Linked DNA regions of Mus musculus: region 2 is linked to region 1. The links are chromatin contacts, called in public targeted proximity ligation maps. All regions are on one chromosome and are shown on one strand. The core of a region is the stretch at or near the end of the contact, and the rest is flanking DNA. Distances in the headings are between cores, read along the strand shown. Region 1 overlaps Il33 (interleukin 33). Region 2 overlaps Gldc (glycine decarboxylase).

Region 1 (4,745 bases), core at 1,585-4,084:
AAACATTAGGATTACGCTCCAGGGGTCAAAATGAAACATTTTCCGGCATCACTGGCAAGGACAGGTGAGCCAGGCTCTGCAGGTGTGGAAGCAGGTGGGCACTGATGAGTGACAGACACCTGTGCCCTATGACGTAAAAGGTACAGGGTGTGGAGGGAGATGATAGAGGCTGATGGGGAGGACACTATATCCAAAGAAGCAACAGCAAGGCAGAGCAGAGAATCACAGATAATAAAAGCTGGGGCTGGAGAGAAGGCTCGTGCTTAAAAGCACCTGGTATGCTTCCGGAAGACCCAAATTGGGTCCCTAGGATCTATGTGAGAGAGCTCACATCTAATACCCTCTTTTGATCCCCTTGGGCAAAAACAGGTATGTGTGTGTGTGTGTGTGTGTGTGTGTGTGTGTGTGTGTGTGCAAATTAATTTTTAATAATTAAAAACCAATACTAAGTGCCTCTCACTTTAAAGGCTTAAAGGAAATCTTTCCAGTAATAATGTGGTCCTCGCCCTCTTCTGGAGGGTGATCTGTCTAGACTCATTGCTTTGTCAGCTTTCTCCAGGGAGCACTTCCTTTCCCAGGGAGAGGGAAATTTCAGAGCAGTGGGAGGAAGGAAAGAGAAAGTAACTCAGCTCCGAGGAGGAGGGAGCTTTCACGACAGCTTTCCCTTCCCTTATTCCAGCCTCCGCCTGAAAGGAAGTGAAAACCAAGAGGGCACAGAGTTGGTGTAAGAGACCCACTGTGCGTCAGCATTGTCCTGTGATGAAGTCACTCTGTCTTAGAAAGCTTAGCCATCGACTATCAGCTAAGACCATGTGATGGTTTCAACTTGATATAACTTACAATGTCTGGAGAAAAGAGCCTAATCAAGGGGGTGTGTGCAGCGGGCCACACTGTACGGATGGCTTTGGGGGATGGTCTTGGTTAATGGACGTGGAGGGATCTAGCCCACTGTGAGTGGCACAATTCCCTGGTGAGGAGGAGGGGACTTCTAAGCAGTATAGGAATGGAGAAACTGAGCTGAATGCAAACAAGCCAGCCCGTAAGCATTTGTTTCCTTCTCTTGACTGCGATGAGATGTGAACAGCTGTTTAAAGTTCCTGTCTTGACTTCCCCCACGGGGGTACATAACCTGAAATTATGAACTTAAGTAAAACCATCCTTTTCCCAAGTTGCTTTTTGTTGGAGTATTTTATCACAGCTGTAGAAATAAAACTAAAGCAGATCATTTGGGGACACTGCCTCTTTCTATGCACTAGCAATATGTCTTTGAGATTCCCATCACAGACTCATGAATCTTCTCATGTTAGACCATAAAGGCTTGACACAGCATAAACTAGAACTTAGGCCCTGGAATTCAACATCATCCCATTCTAGCAATGTTCCCCATGCCTTCAGGGAAAGAGCTTGTTATCAGATCCGGCTTTACTTACAATTAGCAGTGTGGCCCTTGCCAGACCATCCCTGGGCAAGAGGTGAGCTACTGTTTACGCCGCTAACAGGGAGATAACCATATGCAAATAGCTAGTGAAAAGGCTCCTGGCTCACATAAGATGAATGGCCAAAGCTGTGAAGCTGTAGTCACCTCACGGACACTGTCCTCACTCAGGAGTGTCTTAATGGCTACAGATGACTCAGCAGTTAAGAGCGCATGCTGTTCTTGCGAAGGACCTGGGTTTAGCTGCCAGAACCCACATATGGCAACTCACAACCACTGGTAAATCCAGTTCCAGGGATCTGAGACCCTCTTTAGCCTGTGTAGGCACACACTCACACACATGCATGGTGTGCATAAATGCACACAGGCACGTACAGTGCACATACATTTTTTTAAACAATATATATATTATATGTTGTTTTATTTTATTTTTTTAAAGACTGACCTATTGTAAACTCCTCGCTCACCCTTCTTCTTGGCCTTCAGATGTTTCTTGTATAGTAGCCATAGTTTTTTTAAAAGGGAAAGGCCAGGACCCAAAGCTCAGTTGGTAGAGTGATTGCTTAGCATGAGCAAAGTCCTGGGTTCTAGGCACGATGGAGACAGAGTCAAGAGAGTCAGAAGGCCCAGACTGGGTCACTGAGCTTAGGTACAGTGGGCAAAGGTGCTTCCTGCTAAATCTTGTAAGTTTGATGCTTGGAACCCGTGTAGTAAAAGAGAGCAGCCGTCCCTGCAAGTTGTCCTATGATATTCATGGCCCGTGACTAACAAATAAATGTAATTTTAAAAAGTCCTCTACGCAGCGACTTGTATCGAGGTCTGGGATATGTGAATTTTCATCTAGAAGAAGAAGAGGAGGAGGGAAGGAAAGAAAAGAGAGAGGGAAGGGAGGAAGGGGCAGAGGGAGGAAGGGAGGTAAGAAAGAGAAATGAAAAAAAAAAAAAGGTCAAATCACATCCATATTGCTTAAAACCTTTTCTTTGGCTCCTTCTGTCTTTTAAGTTGAGGCTAGGCTACTTCCTTTGGCTTCTTGAGCCCAACCAAACATGCCTCCTGCTCTCTACCATCTCTACCCCCATCTACTATGTTCCTGATAGCCTATTGTGGTTCAACCAGGCTCCCCCTGTTCTTTAAGCAGATTATGCCCATCTTGAACTGAACCATTACCCTGGAGTGTTCTTTGCACAGAAGGCGTTTCTGCCCCACCCCCAGATTCCTTGCACTTTGTGGAAGGACCTTTGACATTAAGTTGGGACTGCCCTTCCTCAGCACCAGCTCCTTTCTGGGTTCCTGACGTCAGTGTTCGGGAAGATTGTATTTGCCTGAATATTACTCAACAGCCGCCTGCCAGTGTCGAGTAAGCTTCAGAAGGCAGGATTTTGACTGGTTCACCACTGCTTCCCAGCACCTAGCCTAGCAGCAAGCTGTCTGACTCATTGGCGTCATCATTAGACAGCCCTCTGTACACAGACTCAAGCCTATCACTGCTATGACCTCAAGAGACCTCAGAGAAGTTAGATTTCCTTGTAATGATTTCCAAACCACTTAATTACTTTCTCTAGGGTCAGAGGTCTTTTCGATATTATCTATCTTTTCCAAGTTCCTTCACAAAGTTTTCAAAGAGTCTCACTAAGGAAAGAAAAGTCAGTAGCCAAACCGACATTCTGATGGCATATCAACAGCTCTGATCATCGAAGAGAATTGCCTGACACCTAGGAGGACAGGGGTGTCTCGATAAAGGACTTGCTGGTTGACCAGATGTAGAAAATACACCAAACTGAAAAGAAAATCTTCACGCGGTGTCCCATGGGCTCATGCCGATGGACGTCCCTGACCTAAAATGCCAATTCAATATTTACTTAACGTAACTTCCTAAAGGCCAAAGAGGCCGCCATACACATTAGTACTTTGGAAAAGATGACAGCTCACACTTTTTGTGTTTGAGACTTGGAACTATGATGTTTCTCACGCTGACACACAAGAGCTCTTTGAAGTGTGTGGATGGCCCACATTCAACCGTATACACGCTGTACTGACCCCTCAAATGTGACCCCAGCTCTTTTCTCAGCATATTTTATCTGGGATTTCAATTGGACATCAAACTGGTTTTCTTTACTCTTTTTCTTTGGATGGCACATCACAGAGTCAGAAAATCACAAAGTACAGTGAATGTTTAACACGTTAAAAGCTTCCTGCTATCAGCCAGGCATGGTGGTATATGCACTTTAATCTCAGCACTTGGAGGCAGAGGTAGATGAATCAATCCCTGTGAGTTCAAGACCAGCCTAGTCTACATGGAGAATTCCAGGCCAGCCAGGGCTACATAGTGAAACCCTTGCTTCAAAAAATAAAATAAATAAATTTTAGAAGTTTCTCGATATCAGTGTTCCTTATTCTATTCGCAGGCCTCTGCACACTGCTCCCAACATAAACACTAAAGCTTGATTTTGTCTAAACTGGATTGCAAACATAATTGGAACAAGCAGTTGAAAACAATAGCATACATATATACATATATATGTATATATATAAAAGTGTATATATAAACATATACACATATACATACAGTATATATATATATATATATGTATATATATACACACATATATATTGAGGCTGGTCTCAAAATCACAAAGATATATTGACTTCTGCTTCCAGGGTGCAGGGATTAAAAGTCTGTGTTACCATACCTCACCACAACTTACATTTCTATGCTAACAGTAATCATGAATCAATCAAAAATCCAAGTATAAAATGTTAAATAATGAGCCGGGTATTGGTGGCACACGCCTTTAGTCCCAGCACTCGGGAGGCAAAGGCAGGTAGATTTCTGAGTTCGAGACCAGCCTGGCCTACAGAGTGAGTTCCAGGACAGCCAGGGCAACACAGAGAAACCCTATCTTGAAAAACCAAACAAATAAAAAAAATGTTAAATAATAAATATTAGAAAATAGCATAAGCAAATCTTTTAGTCATAGATGCAAAAGATATCCTAAGTTGAGACACAAAACCCACAATTTTAAAATGAAAGTATTGAATATTTCTATATGATATTTAGAAATTAGATATTTCCACACAAAATTTATAAATTGAAATTTCATTTAAAAATCCAATAAATAGTACCAAGGGACAATGTTTCAATTAACATTGCTGACGGGGTTACTTTCTTAACTTAGAGACTGTATCTCATTATTGTGATAAAATTCCTGGTAGAAGCAACAGTAAGAAGATAGGGAAGATAAGGTTCATTGCAGCTCACAGGTCAGGTGGTACAGCCCATCACGACTGAGAATGCACGGCAGCAGGAATT
Region 2 (4,745 bases), core at 1,125-3,624, 180 kb after region 1:
GTAAGGAGTTCAAGGCGTTCCTAGCTGAACAGAGAGTGTGAGGCCAGCTTGGACTACATGTCTGTAATAATAGCAGTAAAATGGTAAACAAACAAAACCTGATGGTGTAGCTCAGGTCTACAGTATTGCATAAGTATGGGAAAGGCCTGGGTTCCATCTCCAACACCACAGAGGAGGAAGAGGAAGAGGAAGAGGAGGAGGGTGAGGAGGAAGAGGAGGAGGGTGAGAAGGAGGAGGAGGAATTATTATTCTATTCCCAGTGGGAAGACACACTTTTAAAATCAGATGGATAGGCTACAGAGGGAGAGGACATGCCTTGCTCATGTACTTTTAAAGGAAGATGTGAAAGTTTTAAAATTCTTCATTGTAAAATTCAGACTAACCAGAAGGGGGAAAAAATCAGCTTCAATAAGCTCAGAAAGGACATGAGCTTGGGCTGCCATGCACTGACGTGACCCGCTTAGGTAAGAACCTTCTAGAGCTCTCCTGGAACAGTCAGGGCCTGTTTGTCCTGCTCCTGATACCTACCCTAAGAATTCCAGCTCCACAGCTCAGCAGAAAACCTAGCACGGAGCTGGCCTCCAAAATGAAGGGGCCAGGAACAGAGGCCTCCTTTGGCCTTAAGGAGAGGCTTTGCATAGATCACAACACGTCTTTCTGGGACAGTGGTGGTGCCCAGTAGCACCAGCTACGTAGATAAGGACCCCAGTGGTCCCCAGGAGTCACTTTTTTGCAAACCCGACTCTCATGCCCAAAGCAGAGCATGCAGCAGAAATACATCTGCTCCCCAACCTCATGGCTGCTTAGTGCTAGGAACAATCTGCTTAGTGTTAGGGGGAACGTAGTTATTCAGTGGTATCTTACATATGGCCTAGACTATGCTTAGGCTCAAAATTGCTTAATCTTAGGCCCAGGGCTAGGGCGGAGCTAATGAGGAGGGTGGCAATGGCAGCAATAAGGTTCCTGCCTCCTTCTCCCTAGAGAGCACTTTCATGGCCCACTGACTACTCCATATGCTGGGTTTGCACAAAAGCCTTTTATTTCTGAACGTTTTCTGTCACCGTGATTACGTGGGATGTCTTTGATGATCACGTGGCAGAAAAGGGTTTCTTGATTATATGTCTCCCTGTCTACTTCCACCAAGGCTGGAAAGGTAGGTCCCACAGAACAGAAGGGACTCCGAGATCCGAGCCTTCAACCTCCCCCAGGGATCGAGCACCACCTGCCCATGCTCACTCACTGTTCTGTGTCTCTCTCCTTTCTGGTCTAAGTACGCTCTGATGGTGGCCAGTCCGGCGTACTCCCCCTGCGCTCCGCTGCAAAGACAAGAAGAGAAGAGTCAGGCTTGTGGGCTCCAAGCTTTCCCCGTGTTCATTTAGGATTTAGCAGACACTGATTACACATTAGGCAGCCATGGTCCAGGTTCCTATCATATGGCATCTTTATAGAAAGAAGATTAACAGGTTGGCACCAACTAAAGGTGAGCCATGCTTATCAGCTCAGGACCTTAGAATCAACCTGGTCTTACTAGGGGGAATTTGACTGGCTTTAAAAAAAATTGTGGGAATAATAAGGAACCCATTGTCTGGGTTTTTACAAGGGGGAAATTAGAAATTATAAGAAGATATTAGGATCAGTTTGTGGCAAGTCTCATTCCTAAACACACCCAGCACTCAACAAACCCCTCTATGCTGAACTAAGCAATTGTGAAACCATCACCAGGCTCATGTTTTATCAGCTCAAACCAACGAGTCTTTTTCAGAGGAAAGAAATCTTAAAAATGTGACTGCAGCCTAATGATCACGCCTAGAAAAATAAGCTTTTTCCGATACCATCAAATATTGAGTCATGCAAAGGCCACACTATCGCCATGGAAACTTTCCATTCCTATCACACATTGTTCCTGCCCTTTGAATGTGTGGCTGCTAGAAGCCTGCCATTATCTTGCAGGCACCACTTTGAGAGCGTGCTTAATGACTAATGCTCCTGTGAGCAAAGCTGAGACAACTGCAAATGGGTCAGAGTTCTTGTTCTCCATGAAGCAGGGAAGGGGAAGTGAGAGGTATCAGGGCTCTCTGCCTCTCTGCCTCCTTCACAGAGCCTTGTTCTCCACGCTACACTCACTCATTTTTATCTCTCATTTTACAGCTGAAGCCAAAAGTGCCAGCACACTTAACGCCTTTTATTTATTTCAAGAACAAGGAAATGAACGCCGTACGTTGAAAATCACTATCACCTCTCATTACGTGGTCCCCTGCTGCTCTGTCATCTATTAAATGGGGGAATTAAAAACCATGCAGATGTTCTGAATGGTGAGGAAATCCACACCAAGACTGAATCATCCCAACCAACAAGGCCAACTCTATGAGCCCTCCCAAAGCCGACTTAGTCAGGTGACCCTAGCTCCGTCCTATGGCTGTCATCTACCACCCTCCAGCTGTCCAGGCCATCCCTGAACCATATCAAGCCAATTCTCATCCCGGAGTTTTCCACACAGGTCCTTGTGCTGAGCTAGTACCTTCAGCTCCTAATGTGACTGACTTGTTTTCACTAAGTAGGCCCCAAAGAGGCTGGCTATTCCCAAAAGCAAGGTTCTTGTCCACAAATTTAAAAAAAAAAAAAAAAAAAAAGAGGATATAATAAACACTGACTGGTGAATGAGTGACCTTCCTCCAGCAAAACTCTTATTGCAGGTGCTAGAAGAGTTCAGCCGTCAAGGGCATTTCAGCTCTTTTCAGAGGATGGTTAAGATCCCAGAACCCGTGCTGAGCATCTCAGAACTGCCTGAAACACCAGTCATGAGAACCTGATGCCTTCTTCTGACTTCCTTGGGTGGGCGCGCACACGGACGGACACACACACACACACACACACACACACACACACACACACCAATTTTAAGAACCTTATTGTATTTTACCTTACGTGTTCATGTGATCCAAGATCAGCCCGTGCATCTACTGTACATTAAAAGTTACTGCAATGTTCATGCTATGTGCCTGCCTTATCTCAACAAGCTAGACTCGGGGTTCTGTGCATTCCCCACCAGGGACCTAAGGAACTGTAGCTTTATGAAGTGGCTGGGAAAGAAATGCTTAGGAGATTTGCTGGGAATTGAATTCTATCCTTCACCCCTGACAATTCACACACAAGCCTTTCTTCCCCCTTGTAGTAAGGGACTTTAAAAAATGTGTAGTGACACTCCTATTCCTGAAGATAACTGTCTTAGTTAGGGTTTCCACTGCTGTGAAGAGACGCCATGAGCCAGGCAACTTTTATAAAGGACAACATTTAATTTGGGATGGCTTACAGGTTTAGAGGTTGAGCCCATTATCATCATGGCAAAAAGCATGGCAGCATGCAGGCAGATGTGCTGCGAGGAGCTAAGAGTTCTACATCTTGATCTAAAGGTAACCAGGAAATGACTATCTCCCAAGCAGCTAGGAGGAGGGTCTCAAAGCCTGCCCCCAGTGATAGACTTCTTCCAACAGGCCACACTTCCTAATAGTGCCACTCCCTGGGCCAAGCATATTCAAACCACCACAATAATCAACAGCTGTCTAATTGGACTTCAGCCTGCCCAACAGAAGCAAATCAAGCCAGATACTGGAAACCTAGCCAACCACACACGAATAGTAAGATCAAGGATCTTGGAGAACCCATTATAAATCACGTTACCAAAACCCAAGCAAAATTCCTAACTGCATTCTTACAACCCAGATACGCGTAGCCTTCATCTCTTAACAAAGAAACTCCTCTTTGTGCAGATGGAGGCCATTGAAGACAACCATAACTTGTCAAAATGCAGAGAATAAATGATCTCGGGGTGCCTGGCCCTAGTGAAGACATCTACAATACAATTCCTAACCTAACATTTGGGAACAATGAAGAAGACATAGGCAGAAACAAAACTCCTGTGAGACCGTGTCTCCGAAAAATAACGGGGAAGCCACATCCGTGACACTTCAACCATATGGCTATCTAAACATGAGATGAACAAGGGCGACACCAATAGCCATGCTAACAGGGTAGAGGGGAATTTCATGAGGCTCCACCCCTTGGCAAAGAACGGGTAAGTAGCCTTCGCTAGGGATGAACCCCCTTGTTAGTTATCCAACAAAGTGGCAGCCTTAAAGTCTTACTCAAGTAACACCAATGGACTCATCGGATCGTGTGTGTGTGTGTGTGTGTGTGTGTGTGTGTGTGTGTGTAACAATGAAAGAAAAAACAGGCCATGAATTGGAAGAGAGAGCAAGAGGGTGTGAAAGGAGTTGGAGGGAGGTAAGGTGGGAAGATGGTGTAGATATTTTATATTTGCCCCTAACTTGTTCTCATACCAGCCACTCACCTTGCCTTATGGCAGGTATGGATGGACATTGAAAGACACTGGGAATGGTGGGAGGGGCCAGGGGTTAAAGCAGGGCTTGCTGCCAATCATGACGACTTGAGTTTGATCCCTGGGGCTCACATGAAGGAAGGAAAGAGTGACTCCCATGACTTGTCTCACACAAATCACATGGCACATGTATCCACACACATACACTCTCTCACACACAAATGAACAAATAAATTGGTTTTTATTGTTGTTGCTGTTGTCGTTTTGTGTGTGTGTGTGTGTGTGTGTGTGTGTGTGTGTTTAAGAAGGTGCTTTTTGGACAGAAGCGCCAGCAATCCAACAGGAGACCAGTACAGGAAAGGTGGGAAATGCTGCCTAGTTTCTGCCTTAGATCTCTTAATATCAACTG

Evidence for each region.
Region 2: a contact with region 1 is called in a targeted proximity ligation map of pancreatic cancer cells. A contact is called at or near these places in 22 of 484 Hi-C or Micro-C datasets (the HPC-7 cell line, the MNK3 cell line, the N1E-115 cell line and 13 more), 7 of 130 datasets of targeted methods (the 230-238 cell line, CD8 T cells, heart atrium and 2 more) and 3 of 9 other capture datasets (adipose tissue, liver and pancreatic islet).

What each region holds. Positions count from the first base shown.
Region 1 is chr19:29,939,792-29,944,536 of GRCm38.p6, forward strand. All of the region lies in intron 1 of Il33 (interleukin 33), which reads left to right. Among named protein-coding and RNA genes, the nearest start is that of Gm41832, 15 kb to the left of the region's middle.
Region 2 is chr19:30,123,482-30,128,226 of GRCm38.p6, forward strand. Gldc (glycine decarboxylase) reads right to left here. Exons shown (of 25, transcript NM_138595.2): 16 at 1,241-1,316. Among named protein-coding and RNA genes, the nearest start is that of Gldc, 50 kb to the right of the region's middle.